Regions from separate parts of the Sus scrofa genome. Here all the other regions are linked to region 2. The links are chromatin contacts, called in public Hi-C and HiChIP or PLAC-seq maps. All regions are on one chromosome and are shown on one strand. Each heading gives the region's core, a stretch centred on a gene start, on an enhancer-like site or on the middle of the called end of the contact. The rest is flanking DNA. Distances are from core to core; before and after follow the strand shown.

Evidence for each region. A called contact is a pair of places that touch in the nucleus more often than the background predicts. HiChIP or PLAC-seq counts read pairs in DNA pulled down with a chosen protein or histone mark.
Region 1: a contact with region 2 is called in an H3K27ac HiChIP or PLAC-seq map of alveolar macrophages. The contact joins the enhancer-like site here to the promoter of CD47 in region 2. A contact is called at or near these places in 1 of 5 promoter capture datasets (liver), 9 of 47 Hi-C or Micro-C datasets (blood, embryonic fibroblasts, fibroblasts and 4 more) and 1 of 2 datasets of contacts at active chromatin or transcription factors (alveolar macrophages).
Region 3: a contact with region 2 is called in a Hi-C map of heart right ventricle, with 4 times the contacts expected there. The contact joins the enhancer-like site here to the promoter of CD47 in region 2. A contact is called at or near these places in 2 of 5 promoter capture datasets (fetal skeletal muscle and liver), 3 of 47 Hi-C or Micro-C datasets (blood, embryonic fibroblasts and heart right ventricle) and 1 of 2 datasets of contacts at active chromatin or transcription factors (alveolar macrophages).

What each region holds. Positions count from the first base shown.
Region 1 is chr13:151,548,203-151,550,951 of Sscrofa11.1, forward strand. All of the region lies in intron 2 of LOC106505815 (a long non-coding RNA gene), which reads left to right. LOC106505816 (a long non-coding RNA gene) reads right to left here. Exons shown (of 3, transcript XR_001300590.2): 2 at 2,437-2,573. Among named protein-coding and RNA genes, the nearest start is that of CD47, 120 kb to the left of the region's middle. Within about 2 kb of position 1,304, at least 16 of the 83 cell types and tissues checked have an H3K27ac peak or open chromatin away from gene starts, as enhancers often do. A contact at or near this core is called in alveolar macrophages, liver, mesenteric adipose tissue and 2 more, where this site is marked.
Region 2 is chr13:151,428,018-151,430,861 of Sscrofa11.1, forward strand. CD47 (CD47 molecule) reads left to right here and starts at 1,394. Exons shown (of 9, transcript NM_213982.1): 1 at 1,394-1,552. The coding sequence starts at 1,507. LOC106505814 (a long non-coding RNA gene) reads right to left here and starts at 859. Exons shown (of 3, transcript XR_002337926.1): 1 at 770-859.
Region 3 is chr13:151,526,437-151,529,170 of Sscrofa11.1, forward strand. No RefSeq gene overlaps it. Among named protein-coding and RNA genes, the nearest start is that of CD47, 98 kb to the left of the region's middle. Within about 2 kb of position 1,280, at least 3 of the 83 cell types and tissues checked have an H3K27ac peak or open chromatin away from gene starts, as enhancers often do.

The DNA of each region.
Region 1 (2,749 bases), core at 54-2,553, 120 kb after region 2:
CTAGTTATTCCCTTTTTTTGAAACAGCCTAAACAAATAATAATTAATGCAAAGATCCATGAGTGAAGATGTTTATTATCATGTTACTTATAAAAGGTGAAAAATTCCTAACAGTTCAGATGCTCAAAAATTAGAGCTTGGTTAGGTAACTTATGAAAATCCATACTATGGATGTAATGGAACTATTAAAATGATAGTTATAAAGAGTATTTTATATCATTGGTATATGTCTATGACATAATTTTAAGAGGGGGAAAAACAAGCTAGTAAACTTTATATGCAATATAAACTCAGCTATATAAAATATGTATTATGCATAGAAAGAGAAAATAGATTAAAAACTAACTTTGAGTGATAAGATTATGTTCAAGTTTTAGTCCTTTCTTTTTTCCAATTTTATCTCCAAGTTTTCTACACAAGCAAGCAGTTAATTTTTAATATAAAAAAAGAGAAATGCCTATGCATGTATGAGCACATGTGCGTGAATATTCCTATATGCACCCATGTAGGCTCTCACACACTTGGTGTCTTGACAGGAAAGCAGCTTGCTCTTGCACAATGGCTGTCATTTGTGTTACAAGTTCAATATTCGTATTACTTTTTGTTTTCTAGCGTGAATAATAGTTGCAGAGCTATTTGCACACACACATACACAGCATGTACACACCATATACGAACACAAGTGCACCCACACACCACTAAAATCTTTGTGGACAGGATTTGAGACGAAATAGAATGGAATATATAAAACTCCCTCTCCAAATGTTTCCTCTCTTTCTCTCTTCCTTCCTCTTTTTTCCTCCCCTTTTTTTTTCCCTTTCTTCCAATCACTCTTCCACTCCCTAATGCCTGAAGAGTGAATGTGAAAGACACGCATAGGGGAGGGGACAGCAAGGCTAGCAGATTGCCTTGGCAGGATTAGAGGGTAGTCGTGTCAGTTAGCATGGAGCCAAAACACTGCTGAGGTTGGGTCCAGCCTGTGCTGGAGAAGGGCTTCAGAGGCAGAGAGCTTGGATTCAATGAGACGGCCATTTGGAGCCCCAGTAGGCGCCCCAGCAGGAAGCACCCACATTCCAGAGAAGACCAATGGGAAAGAAGGCCGAGAGCCAAGGTACAGGCCTGGCGGCCAGTCTCTTCTCATCTCCGGAGCGCCAGGAAACTCGGGCTTGGCACAGAGTTGTTCTCTTTCAGTGGGTAGAGGGGGCTATTTCCTCTCCCCTTTCCCAATATTCCAGCTTCATGTAAAACAGAGGTCACGGATTCAAAGGCCTCAGGATTCGGCTGTTATGCAAGTGAGACAGGCCAAGTGTGATGAAACACAGAGTGACAGGGACTGCGGCCTAGTGGGACGGCTGATCTGAATGTTCTATGTACTTTCAGGCCAGCGCTTTTGCTCAGTGGGTATGAAGCCAAGAGTTGCAGGTCTTCCAATTTTTCAAAGGAAGCTGAATATCCAAAGGCGCTTGGAATTCTAGGGTGTGTGTGTGTGTGTGTGTGTGTGTGTGTGTGTGTGTATGAAAGATCTCAATTTTTCAAACGTTGGCTCAATTAAAAAAAAAAACAGCAGTGAGTAGACCAAATAAAACATGTCTGCTGGCTGGGTTTACTATGTGGTCCATTGGTTGGGGAATTTCTGAAGTAAAACTAAGTAAAACTGCCTCCCTTCTTCCCTTATGGCTAGTAGGAAACATGGTATCTCTTTAAAGAGGCAAATATTTCATTCCTGCTGTGTGCACGGCATACCCTACACACTATAAGGGATATGTGAGAAATACTCAGTTATTCTAGGCCTTCTGGGAAGTTAAGATACTGCTGAAGCAATAAGCTATTCAGGAAAGTCAGGTAATAGTGCTACACAGAATTCTGGTATTAAGGCCTAAATGGATCAGATTAAATATACCAAAGTCACCTTAAAAAGAAAGAAGGGTTTTTAGATTTTTATCGAAACTTGTTTGTGGTAAAGCCAGTGGTGTGGAAGTATCCAGGGTATTGTTCACTTTTACATTCCTAGAACTTGGCACATGGTAAATCATGTTCAACAAATATTTCTTGAATAAAAGGATAAAATTAATGAGTCACAGAAGGGAAAAACTAAGTCTTGTGAGCTTAGAAAAATGGGTAAAAAGAGAAGCAGGTATTTTCACTGTTGATGACAATATACAATAGAGAGACACTGAATTTAGGGGCCGGAGTATCTGGTCAGTAGGGTCTCCATTCCTGCTAGGGAGCAAGGGGGTGTAACTAGTTCTCACTGTAACCCATATTAAATAGTCCACAAGGCTATTTTCCTTCTGCTGAAAGTTTTAGTCAGCCTCCTAATGACCAATTAAGCTTTCCTGACATTTGATGGAGGGGGCGAAGGACCCAGGATAGGGGGCCCTCGTGTTCTGCTTATGTGCTTGGCCTCGTCTTTTTTATAATGAGTATCCTGACTTACACAGGGTGCTGAGAGAGTCTGGTTAGCAGTACTCCAACTCTCTGGGTCAGATGCCACTCTTCAGGATCTTGTCTTGGTAACTTGCAAGTGACCTTCCTTGCTGGTGCCTCTAATTCATCGTCCCTTTTCTCCTGGAACTGACATCACAGAATAATGGCCTCAGTGAGCAAAGCAGACAGAACACACAGTTGTAGATCAAAGAAGGCAGCAGTTTTGAGTAGTCAAGAGAAGGCTCATGGAGCTCCCATCCTGGCGTGGTGGAAACAAATCCGACTAGGAACCATGAGATTTTGGGTTCAATCCCTGGCTTCAC
Region 2 (2,844 bases), core at 144-2,643:
TTAAAGAATAATGCTGTAGGGAAGATGTTTACACACACACACAATTACAAGGAAGAGTTGTATAATACATACAGTATATACACACTCTTACAGAGGGTCAGAGTGGCAATTTTATTTCCTGCATTTTATCACTATAGGATGCAATGGAGGAGACGCCATGGATAGAGGATTTGGAGGAATAGAATATTGCTTTTTTTCCCCTAGCAGATAAGAGAAAAACAACCAAGGGAGCAGGGAGGATATGCACCCCATTAGAGCAGCCACCAGAGCATGACTTTTTGACAAGTTTTCATCATTTCGGATAAATGTTAAAGGGCTTTTGCTTCAGAATGCGGTGTCTGATTCGGTGAGATACTCAAAGGCCTTGTCCATATTGCGACTTGGAGCCACACTTTGAACCCATTTTTTCAAGCAAGCTAAACGCAAACAGTGCAGAGGAGTGCACATGGTGAGGTCACAAACCCGGCTCCATGACATTGCAGGAAAGAACGTCTTGGATACACCTGCTAACATTTTAGACCATGCTTGATTTCCCCTGGGGTTTCGGCATTAACCACATCTCAAAGTGTTTACCATCACTGGTGGAGCTTGAGTAATCCTGTTTAAAGGTTGAAAACACTACCAAACAAGGCCAAAAAGAGAGTAAAAAAGATAGTCAAAAACAGAACCAAAGATCCGCCAGGAAAACAAAAGCAGACGGGGGCAGAACCGAGGAGAGAGCTGGAGCCCAGGAGCAGCAACTGGAAGTTCCCGGCGGCCAGGCACCCACCGTCATCCTGCCCTCGGAGTGGCGCCCTCGCCCGCGTGGGAAGCATAGAGCCGTCCCCCGGCGGTGTGTGCTTTCTGTGGCAGGCCTTGGAGCTCAGGGGAAATGGGCAGAGGCGAGAGGCGTATAGGCGTCGAGGTCGAAGCGCGCGGGAGGACGTCGGACGCCCGGTAAAGAGAGATCAGGGGCTCCTACGGGGGCCGAGGCTCCTAAGTCTGGGTAAACAGCACCTGGGCGGGTTCCTGAAGTGTGAGAGTGGAAGTGAAAGCAGGACAGGACGAGGGGAAGGAGGGCGCCAGGGGGCGGGGGGCGGGCGCTACGAGAGGAAAAAAGGGAACAACGGACAGGGATGCGGGCGCAATGAGATCCCCGCGTGAGCCTGAGAATATACGCTCAGCCTCCAATAGGGGACCGGTACGGGGAAAACGGGGCGTGACCCGGCCGTCCTGCGCGCGCCACTGGCGAGGAGCAGGCGGGAGCCAGGACTTGAAGCGGATAGTCGGAAGGGCGCCGCGTCAACAGCCGCGGCAGCCGGGCGGGGGCGAAGCTGAGTGCGCGTGCGCCGCGCGCGAGCCGGGGAGCGGGCGTGGAGTGGCGGGAGCGCGCGTGCGCGCGCCCAGGCAGCCCGGGCACCGGGTCCTGCCTTTGACGGGAGGAGGCGGCGGGTCCTCTCTGTGACGGCGGCGGTGCCTGCTCCAGACACCTGAGGCGGCGGCGGCAGCCCCGCGGCGGACGCGGAGATGTGGCCCTTGGTGGTGGTGGTGCTGCTGGGCTCGGCGTACTGCGGTGAGTGGTCACTCGCTCTTGGTTCTGCGGCTAGTGTCTAACCGCCCCCGCGGCAGCCCCGCGGCGCCCGGGCGGGTGTGTGGGCTGCACCCTGTCTGGCCTGGCGGCGCCCTGGAGAAGGTGGCAAGGGAGCGGGATGCGCGGGCCCTGCCCGCCCCGGGTGTGGACGTGGGAGGGCCCCGCGGGTAATCGGCGCCCCCCTTCCTTTCTTCCTTTCCCTCCTCTTCTCTTCCCCCTGGGTGGTAGCAGGGCTCATCTTCCCCCGTTCTCCACCTCTGGATGCACACATGGAGAAAGACTTCAAACGGAGCACCTCGCGCAGAAATTAACTGTAGAGAGAAAGGGCGCAATCGGAGCCAACCGTTGGCAGCTGTTAGGGTCCCCCCTCTTTCTCACCCCTCTTCCTTCTCAGTGCTTTAAACGCATTTGAGGTTGAAGGAGGAAGAGTGGGAGGGCCCGAGCCTTTTGCGATGAAAGTGCGCATTTTGGCGAAGTCTTTGAGAAGGGGTTTCTCCGGTTTGCCCTCCCACAGGAATACAGGAGTTACGGGGACGTAAAGGACAAATTAAGTTTCCTTTCCAACCTAGCATTTAATCAGAATAATCTTTTGGCTGCCTTTTTTTTTTTTTTTTTTTTTTTTTTTTACCCTAGAAATAAGCTTCTTCGATGGAAACTCTTTTCTCACTACCCCCAAGCCCCCTCAACCCTTTAATACAGTCCAAATTGCACGTTCAAGTTTTCTTACTGTATTTAGGGGAGCATTTTTAAAAGTAATCTAGATTTCGCTTGAAGTATGAAGACAGTAACCCCTAGTCAAAATTATATTTGCGGCAGGGTGGGATTCGTGTCTTTCGACTCCAAAGGCTTTTTGCCCCCCACCCCCAAGCTTTTAGAATCCGTTTCGCTTTTTGCCTTTTTAAAACGTGTGCTTCGTCTGTAAAATTGAGGAAGGAATACGAATTTTCGTGGCTCTATAGTGCCTGTCATACTTTACATCTATAGAGCCTCTTGAATTAGAGTTAACAGTAACAAGGTATCGTTACATTTGATTCTAGAATGCTGAATTAATTAGATTTTAAACGGCATATTAGCCTCATTGTGCCATTCAAAAAGGCTGTGACTTCAAGTTATTTCCTAAATGCCCTTAAGTCCAGGCTTACCACTTTTCCCACTCTCTGAAACCTCCTGGGATGTCGGAGCTGTTAATAATCAATCTCTATTATCTAAAGGGTTGATATTAGGTAAGGCAGTGTTTCCTGTTATCGTACTTAACAGTTTGTTGTCCATTACTA
Region 3 (2,734 bases), core at 30-2,529, 98 kb after region 2:
TGGAGGTTCCCAGGCTAGGGATCCAATCGGAGCTGTAGCTGCCAGCCTATGCCAGCAACTTGGGATCCTAGCCGAGTCTGTGACCTACACCACAGCTCAAGGCAACACCAGGGACCTCTGACCAAGGCCGGGGATCAAACGCACATCCTCATGGATATGAATCGGGTTCATTTCTGCTGCTCCACAACAGGAACTCCTCGCACACACTTTAAAGTTGTGAAGCACTCTTCTAGATATTTTCAACCACTTACATATACAGAAAATATGTCTCATATCCTCCAGAGCTCACATGAGGATACAGTACAGGGAGAAAAAAAACTCTTGGGGAATGCAGAGAGAGATAAAGAGAAGAGTGTTTAAGAGGAATATTTGGAATGTTTGAGGGGAAAAAAAAAATTCATACTTCTCTGTTTTGCCAAAGATCAGCACTGGGCATCCATCTTTATAGTTGAAGCCAAGAGAAACATCCTCCAAGTGTATAATTTTGAATAGGAAATCCGGGGTTTTCTCCAATTCCAGTGCTAGGCTGAGATAGGAAGCAGAGCAGGACCCCAGCTTCCCCATTCCTGAGATTACGGTTCCAGAAGCATTGTTTAAGAAATAGATAACTGGTTTGGCAAAAATAAGACACATTCATTGTTGCTCTCCCCACAAACGGAATCAGTGAGTGTCTGGCCTCAAGATGCATTTCCAGCCTTGGACAGAAATGTTTAAGACATGTCGGTAGGGGAAGAAAATCGTACCTTTAGCAGGTAACCATGATACAACCCAAGTTTCTTTCTGTTTTAACTTCCTAGTGCTAAGGCTGCTGGCTGGCTGCAGAATAGAAGGAGGTTAAGTGCCTGGCTTTGCAAACAATGCTTTCTCATTTGCAGAAGATGGGTGAAGGTCAGCAACCAGAACGTCTGAAAGTGAGACACATCGCTCTTCCGGACACTTCCATTGCTAGGCGTGCTGTCCTGAAGATGAATTTCTCCCTGGGAAAGCACCAGATAATGGCACGGCAGAAAGGGGGGGGGCCATACCTGCAAAGGTGGGCCTTTACTGCACTTTGTCTGGCTGACACTGTGTCAGGGATGAAATAAGTTGGAGGGATAAGTGTGCTCACACCCTGCTCTGGTTAAGTAGCATTGCCCTCTGTTATTTTCCTTTTCCATTCAGACACTCCATTTTTGTGACCCAGGAAATCCAGGGCTTGCAGCCAGACACTGTGCTGTGGACACGGGGACTCTGCTTGGCCAAACTGCTAGGTATGACAACCCAGAATTAGAAGTGGAGTCGGGGCGATGCGTCACTTGCCACTCTCAGAGCTCTAGAGACAGGCTGCGTTAATCATGCCAGCCACATCCATCAGGCCCTTCTTATTTGGCCATGGCTCAGAGGCACAGCCAGGGTCTCCTGATAAATTAAATCCAACAGTTCTGTGATAAGGATGACACAGGTGAATGGGCGACAAAAGTGTACAGTCTTAGCCATGTGTCCACAGTAATAAAAAAGTGGAGGGAGAAAAGGTCTGCTGACTGCCAAGAGCCAGAGACTTTTCTTTTCTGCTTCTTTCCTTCCTTCCTGTCTTCTCTCTCTCTCTCTACACACACACACACACACACACACACACACACATAATCTTATTAAACTTCCACCATAGCCCTGCGTAGAAGGAAGTTACTATTATCCCTGAGTTCACCTGAGGGTACAGAAGCGCAGAGAAGTTAATAAATGCGTCCAAGGTCACACAGTTTATAGCAGTAAAGCTGGTGTGGAAATCCAGGTCTAGGAGCTTGGCAGAAATAATTAGAATAGAGAAGAAGATAAATAGTAAGGAACTGAGTCAGGGGCATAGAGAAGATGAAAAGAGAAAGAATAAAAAAGAGAGGAGATAAAGAATAAGAGATCAGGAGCAGAAAGCAAGCTGACTCCGTCACGGAGTTCCAGCACTGGGCTCTCAGCCTTGCCTGTCCAGGCTAGTGACTTGGGCCAAGTCTTATCACCCCAGCCTCTTAATCCATGCCATGAGTTTGGAGACAGCCAGCCAGCTGCGTCACTGGTTTGTTTTCAGAATCAAATAAGACTCGGTGTGGGAAGTTATGCAAAACTGGACATGCTGAACAAACAGAAGCTCTTCAGATGGCATTTAGATGATGGATGAAACTCAGAAGGCCAGGCTCCCAGGATAAAAGGAATGAGACCAAGTGGTGAACTGAGCTGCGAGGAACCTCTACCTCAGATCTGGAGCCAACTTGGAGGACAAACCTGTTAAGTTCACCTCTCGCGGGATCGACCCCCAGCCGCCTGAGGGTAGGGGTGAGTAAATCCAGGCATCTGCTCCAGGTGGAGACAGCTGAGTGCCCTGGTCACCTTCCCACTGAGGTTTCCGAGCTCGAAAACCCTTCTCCCCAATTCTGCATGGGAATCAAGACTAATCACCCCCTTTCTTCCTGGGCCAGAGGAATGTCATTGAGTTGTCATCACTAACATCAGCCTGGAAAGATAGTGAAGTGAAAATGCAGTAAATATAGGGGTGGGGGCCGCCAGGGGGAGAGAACTAGGAGGAAGGAAACCGGAAGTTTAAATCCAATCCCATGCAAGGCGATCCCATGACTCCATTCAGAAATTGAGAAGAAAGTACCGAAGGGGCTTTTTAGTGAAATAAGATCTGGAAAGAAGCCAGAAAGGGCAGTAAGTTAGTTGGAAAACTTTCTCTTGTGTGTGTGTGCGTGCATGTGTGTGTGTGTGT